2 separate regions of the Zea mays genome follow, and region 1 is linked to region 2. Evidence: chromatin contacts called from public Hi-C data. All regions are on one chromosome and are shown on one strand. The core of a region is the stretch at or near the end of the contact, and the rest is flanking DNA. Distances in the headings are between cores, read along the strand shown. Region 1 has its middle 41 kb from the start of LOC109943626. Region 2 overlaps LOC103634945 (chromatin-remodeling ATPase INO80).

Region 1 (3,312 bases), core at 3-2,502, 180 kb after region 2:
CACATGGCATGATCTCCAGATTATTAGCAGCAATGCAGTTAGCTTTATCACAATTATCCAGTGAGCACAGGTGCCATGTTGAATTATATAACATATAGAAGATGCAATAATTCTGTTCAAGCATATGCCAGCTCGTGATGTCAAGTTCTTGTTTGTGTAGCACATGGTCACATGCTCATATTTTAGTTAGGCATGTCACTAATTGATGTCCCATGCATGGTGGACTAGATTGTTAAGAGTGTGTTTATTTTGAGAAATCACTTCATGAGTCCATTCCTCAAGGGGTGTTTGTTTTGAGAAATCACTTAATCTAAAATAAGATGGTGCATCATAGATTTATTTCTCAAATTTGGTGGGATGACTCAATTACTCATAATAGTACCAACTAACTAACTATGAGAAATGCGGTGGTGATCAATCAACTTATTCCATTACACAAACCAAACAAAAAATAAGTAGTGAGAAGATGATGGACTAGCTAGCTTATTACTCAAACCAAACACCCACAAATTTGGTGGGATGATCTCATTCCTCGTATTAGTATTAACTAACTAACTATGATGAATGATGTGGTGATGAATCAACTCATTCTATTCCACGAACCAAATAAAAAAGCAAGAGTCAATTCTCTATCGGCCACTGACAAAAATTGAAATTCCATATATACCATTAAAAAACTTGTGACGCCTAACATACCACTAACAAAATTTTCCCATGCCCTTTATGCCATTACCGTTAGATTTTGGGTTGACGGCAACTCACCAAAGCTTGAAAAGACCATATTGCCCTTGGTTCATGTGGCGTTAGAATTTTTGATTTCCTTCTATACCATTCCAAGCGTTTATTTAGCATTGTACATAGAGTTATTAAACGAGACGATCTAGCAGCAGTTGGGTGCTCACGTACGGAGGCGTAAACCAGCATGCACGCTATCATGACAAATCACCAACGTGACGTGCGTGCGTTCTATCATGCACGACAGCTAGATTTTTCTAAATAACCGAGGAAAGATTATAAAATAATACGTACAAAATACGGAGCGAGAAATGTTAATTCATTCATGGACCAATGGAATATTGCATGCAGTGTAGCCTACAGGCACCGACCGACGAGAGGAGCTCGGCTCGAAGCGGGACGGCGACGGCTCGGCGACGTGCGGCAGTAGCTCGGCGAACGGCCACCACACCTCGACCATAGATGCGTCTTGCTAGCTGCCGAGACGAGATGGACGACTCGATTGGTGGTGGGCCGACCACGTGCATGCGTGCGCTGCTGCCGTCGTCGCACCTCGCATGCACGTCACCTTTGCCCTACATGCACCTCGCGTACCCGATAGCCGCAGCTGGCTGTGTGCGCGGCCGCTGTGCGCCCACGCCGGCGCCCCACTGCTGGTACCCGCCAAGCACACACATGACACGACACTGTCGTCTCCAAGCTCGCCGTACGTGCCATTGCCACGCCCAAGCACACACGTGAAATTCCATAACACGAATATGAATATCCATGTTTGTTCACCTTTCTTCTTGAGAACACGTGTTATCAAACCATCAAAATTTAGAGCATTTTTGGGTTTATTATATATATTATATAAACTCGCGCATAGCAGTGATCGGATGCCGTCAACCATACGGGGAGATCAAGTCCAAAAGAACTTTTTAAAAAGATTTAATACTTAGCCAATACGACTGAGTGGCATGGAAGGAACTTACGCAAATTTTCAATGTGAACTAAGCAAAGGGCGATGTGGTCTTTTTCATCCTTCAGTCAGAAACTGTCACCTTCAAATTTGACTGCAGTGGCACAAAAGTCCCCGAAAATTTTCACCGATGCCATGTTAGGTGTTAGCATGATGTAATCAGGCCTTGATTTGTGGATGTAATTGCGCTATCTACGGTTGCCTTGCATGCTACCTGTGCGCTGTATATATGTACTCCTATTCCCAGTATTGAAATACAATCAATCATTCACATACTTACATGGTATCTATCGCGGTTCCGATCCGCTACGCTTCCGCAACCCTAACCAGCGCCCGCCGCCGATCCGATCGCCACCACCGTCGCTGACCACACGTCGCTGGGTGTCGCCGGTCTCATCGCCCGCGCTGCTGATCTGTTCCTGCGTCCGCTATACGCCGCGCAGGACTCCCGGCCGCGTCCGTCCCGTGTCGTCTGCGCGCGAGCAAGTCTCATCCGAGCGCCCAGCCGCCCAGGACTCCCGGCCGCCGCTGCCCCTGCTTCCATCGCGCGCAGGACGTCCAGGCGCGTCCTCAACCGAGCGCGCAGCCGCATGCTGTGCTGTCTGCGCGCGAGCGCGTCTCATCCGAGCGTCTCCACCGCTGCGCCGCCGCTGCTCCGTTGGCGTTTGAACTCCGCCTATTCTGCTCACCGGGGATTTCGTGGCGGACGACGCCGACGCGACTGCCGCCGCGGCGGCGGCTCAGGAAGCCGAAGTCCGCGCCGAGGCCGAGCGCCGTACCGAAGCGGCACGCCTCCGCGCTGCAGCCCTCAGCAATTTTGAAGCAGCCCATGAGGCTATCTGGACACAAGCCACCACCGTCGTCAACGTCAAGGCGATGATCCCCATCATCCTCGACAAGGCTACCAACACCTACACCAAATGGCGCGGCATATTCCTCACCGTGCTCGGCAAGTACGCCCTTACCCCGCACGTCCTCGAGGACGCGACACATCCCGATCGCCCCGTTTGGGTCTAGACGGATTGCGTCGTCTTGTCATGGATCTTCACCACCGTCTCCGGCGACCTCCAGCAGTCGCTCATGATCCGCCCACGCCACGCACGCGAGGCGTGGTGCTACCTTGAGGACGAATTCCTCGACCAGAAGGAGTCTCATGCCCTTCTCCTGGAAACACAGTTCCGCAACCTCTGCCAAGACTCCATGACGATCACCGGCTTTTGCCGCAAGTTGGAGACCATGGCTGCGTCTCTCGCCGAATTCGGCGATCCCATCGGTGACCGCCAGATGGTGCTCACCCTCCTTCGCGGACTCAGTGGTAAATTTCGTCACATGGTGTCTATTTTGAAGATGCAGCGTCCGTTTCCTACGTTTGCCGAGGCCCGCATGCACCTGCTCCTTGAGGAGGTCGACGTCGACGCCCTCCCACCGTCCCCGCCTACGGCCCTCATTGCCTCGTCGCCCATGACGCCTGCTGGTTGCCAGGGCCACCATGTGCAGGCCTCTGCTCCACCGCGCTCCGGTCAACCCGGCCAGCCAGGAGGCCAACGAAACGGCCGCCGTCGTGGCAAGGGTGGTCGCGGGCAGGGCAGCCATCCTGGCGCTGGCCAAGGTGGCCA
Region 2 (3,106 bases), core at 102-2,601:
TGTACTGAACTGAAAAGGTTAGGAGACAATTCCACAACAGTTTTCCCTTGCAGCCATCTGTCAGCCCAGAATTTTGTATTTTCCCCATTGCCAACCAAGGTGGTAACCACCGCATCGAAGAGAGCATGAGGCTTCTTTGGTACATGGATGGGCAGCCCGACCCAAGGTACCCAAGGTCGTGAGTTGTCTGTCTTTTGTAACCACAGCCATCTAATACGCAGTGCCCAGCCGAACCGTTCGCGGTCATGCACTTCCAGACCACCATACTTGAGAGGCCGCTGAACTCTAATGTAGGAGAGTCAAGGACGCGCGACAAGTAGCGAACCTGAAAGAGACCGGCCTCAATGGATTGAACTTAATTTAAGCACCTATTTAAACCTTATATGGGGTTTCGATTTGGGCTATATTGGTTGAACTTGACTTGCATTTTAGTCCATATATGATGACTAATACTATGACTGCTGTATTTGTGCAATATCAGTGCAAATTGAGAGCACCAAACAGAAATGATCGGGCTTGAGAATTCTCTGCTACTATGAATTTCTTGCATTTGCCTTCGTGAGCCACTATGCATTTTGACGTCATATTCGGGTGCCTCATCTTGCAATCAAAATTGCCGTTCTATTTGTTGCTCTTGAGAGTTGAGACCTTTTAATTTGATGCTCGAGAGTTGAGACCTTTTGTATTGGTTACTCGTAGGGTGCAAAACAGTTATGCTCAAAATTGTTTTTATATGTTCTCTTGCCACCTTGTCTATCCAACTTGATATTTTTTAAGAAGCCTTGCTAATTAATTTTCTTAAAAAATATTTCCAGAAAAAGAGCTCCCACAAGAAGCATACGAATACTCATGACAATGACAGTACGGACAAGAATGGAGAGCCCGATGTGGGAGGTGATCACCCGGGGAGTATTCACACAGAAAATGAACAGATCGGCGAACCAAGGCCTAAAAGATCAAAAAGGCTGATGAAGAGCATTACTGATAAGGAACTAGCGGCTGCTGCAGGTGATGAGGAACCGGCAGAAAATCACAGAGCCCATGATTATGATGGTACAGAAGAGGTTCAAGACGGCACTGCAGCCTGATCCACTTGACATATAAACGAGAACCGAGGATGATACATGGCAAGACGAGTAATTTACTATGCTGAGCTTGGGCATCAGAGGTGTGTAGATCAGGAGCCTTCTACATGGTACAGACATGGGAAGCACACAGATTATTTAACCACACACCTCCCATACTAAAATCAGCGAAATCAGGTGATTAGGCCGTCAGTGCGGTGGTCCGTAGCAATAAGCTGACAGAGGGAGAGGGTGTTGCCTTTTAGAGGCGAGGGCTATATCCTCCAGAGGTTAACATGCAGTCCACATCTGCAGTATTCGTTGTGCTGGCTGTGACCATAATGGAGGAGGTGGAGGGTCCATGACCAGCACACACAGAAATAGTTTCGCGTAAAGAGGGTAGCTATATCTGTATTGGCGATAGTTTTGGTGTTGATAATTAAAGCAATGGAACACGGCTGGAAAATAGCTGCCGTGATGTTGTAATGTATTTTAAGGGGGGCGTTTGGTATGGCTCAATCCTAACTTCAGAGTTGTAAAGTAGTTTTGGGAGCTGCAGTATAAATTTAATTTTCGACTTTTGGAACACAGCTGTCAAACACCCTCTAAATAGTTTGTTTTTGTCGAACGACAGATTTGTCATGCAAAAATTTCACGCCATCATTCAAACAAGCCCACGTCTATTAGCCCGTAGAAGCACCGCCCGAATAAAAGCACATCTCCAATAAACTCAATATATGGCTAATGCCCAATGGGACCTACTCGGTTTTAGTTTGTTCTAAAGATGGCAACGACTGAAGATTCGCCGGATTTTACTACTCCAGGACTGGCCTGTTAAACTAAAAACTTTCTACTCTAGCTAATACCCGTACCTATACATAGGTACAATTCCACACGTATATCGAGATCCGTCAGGTATTCTATACGTGACGGATACCCATATCCGTCTAGAGTGCTGGAGTTGCGTCTATCCGTTCAACTTAGTTTATGGCGAATGATGAGCGTTGAGTGACAACGTCCGGCCTTCCATCTTCCAGGTGCGAATATTGCCACATGCCTGCGTGCGGTTTGGTCGCTTGAATTGCACATTAACGAATAGTCGCATCGCAGAAGCTTGGAGTCTTGGACGTGCTTTACTGTTTTAGATGGTTGTCTATCTATTGATGTCATGTGTCTTAAGACCCATGTAGCGTGTAGTACTCAGGAGCCAGGAGCCCAAGATAAATCATTAAGTTAGAATAAAAATTTAGAGAATTGTTGGCTATATTCTGGGTATTTTATACCCATAGGTACACGTGTACGAGTTTAATGAGTACTTACTCGTACACGTTGCATTGGGTCTTTTTTTTCTCATTAACAAACTCGTAGATATAAAATTACGACTAAACCCGTTCCCTAATAGAGTAATTACCCACCAGGTAACGGGTAATTGGTCCACGTTGCCATCTTTAGTTTGTTCCAGTAAGAACATCTCCATTAGTTCTTAAAAATGGTCCTAAACTTAGATTTACCAAGTTGCTAAATATATATAGGGAGCAAAAAGAACTCTAGTCTCCAACCATTTCCAATTCTTAGGTTGTTAAATATTTTTTTGGCTTTTCTAATTATTACTTGCAGCTTAAAATTTGGTTCATTTGTATGACAAAGTTCAATAATCATTATTCTTCTCTTGATTACCATTTTTCGTTATTATGAGTCATGGTCGGTCGTTTTTATCTAATTTTTTGGATGGGTCAAATTTAGACTTGTCAAACAAGGAAAATGAAATCATTTTTTCGTAGCTTGAATTATTCAAAGTGCATCGATGGCAGACAATGGATTTTATACTGCGTTTAACACGCGAAATAGACCATTGAGAGTGTCAAACAACTCCCTAAGTCTAGGGAATAAATAGAGATATTTAGAAAGCTAATATATTTTGGGACCTTATTTAAAGAATTTAAAGAATTGTTGGAGCATTAATTTTGGTTAATAACATCCTAAATTAAATTTAGGAACTTTTAGGAACTACTTGAGATGCTCTAAACTCGCTATATGGCTAA

The links. Hi-C and Micro-C count contacts between places; a contact is called where the count stands out from the background.
Region 1: a Hi-C map of leaf shows a contact between it and region 2, with 4 times the contacts expected there. The contact joins two enhancer-like sites. A contact is called at or near these places in 5 of 25 Hi-C or Micro-C datasets (ear, leaf, seedling and 1 more).

What each region holds. Positions count from the first base shown.
Region 1 is chr1:60,774,474-60,777,785 of Zm-B73-REFERENCE-NAM-5.0, forward strand. It overlaps the pseudogene LOC109941143. Among protein-coding and RNA genes, the nearest start is that of LOC109943626, 41 kb to the left of the region's middle. Within about 2 kb of position 1,253, at least 15 of the 20 cell types and tissues checked have an H3K27ac peak or open chromatin away from gene starts, as enhancers often do. A contact at or near this core is called in ear and leaf, where this site is marked.
Region 2 is chr1:60,592,465-60,595,570 of Zm-B73-REFERENCE-NAM-5.0, forward strand. It overlaps LOC103634945 (chromatin-remodeling ATPase INO80), which reads left to right. Exons shown (of 22, transcript XM_020546378.2): 22 at 816-1,692. The coding sequence ends at 1,088. Among protein-coding and RNA genes, the nearest start is that of LOC103634945, 19 kb to the left of the region's middle. Within about 2 kb of position 1,352, at least 12 of the 20 cell types and tissues checked have an H3K27ac peak or open chromatin away from gene starts, as enhancers often do. A contact at or near this core is called in ear and leaf, where this site is marked.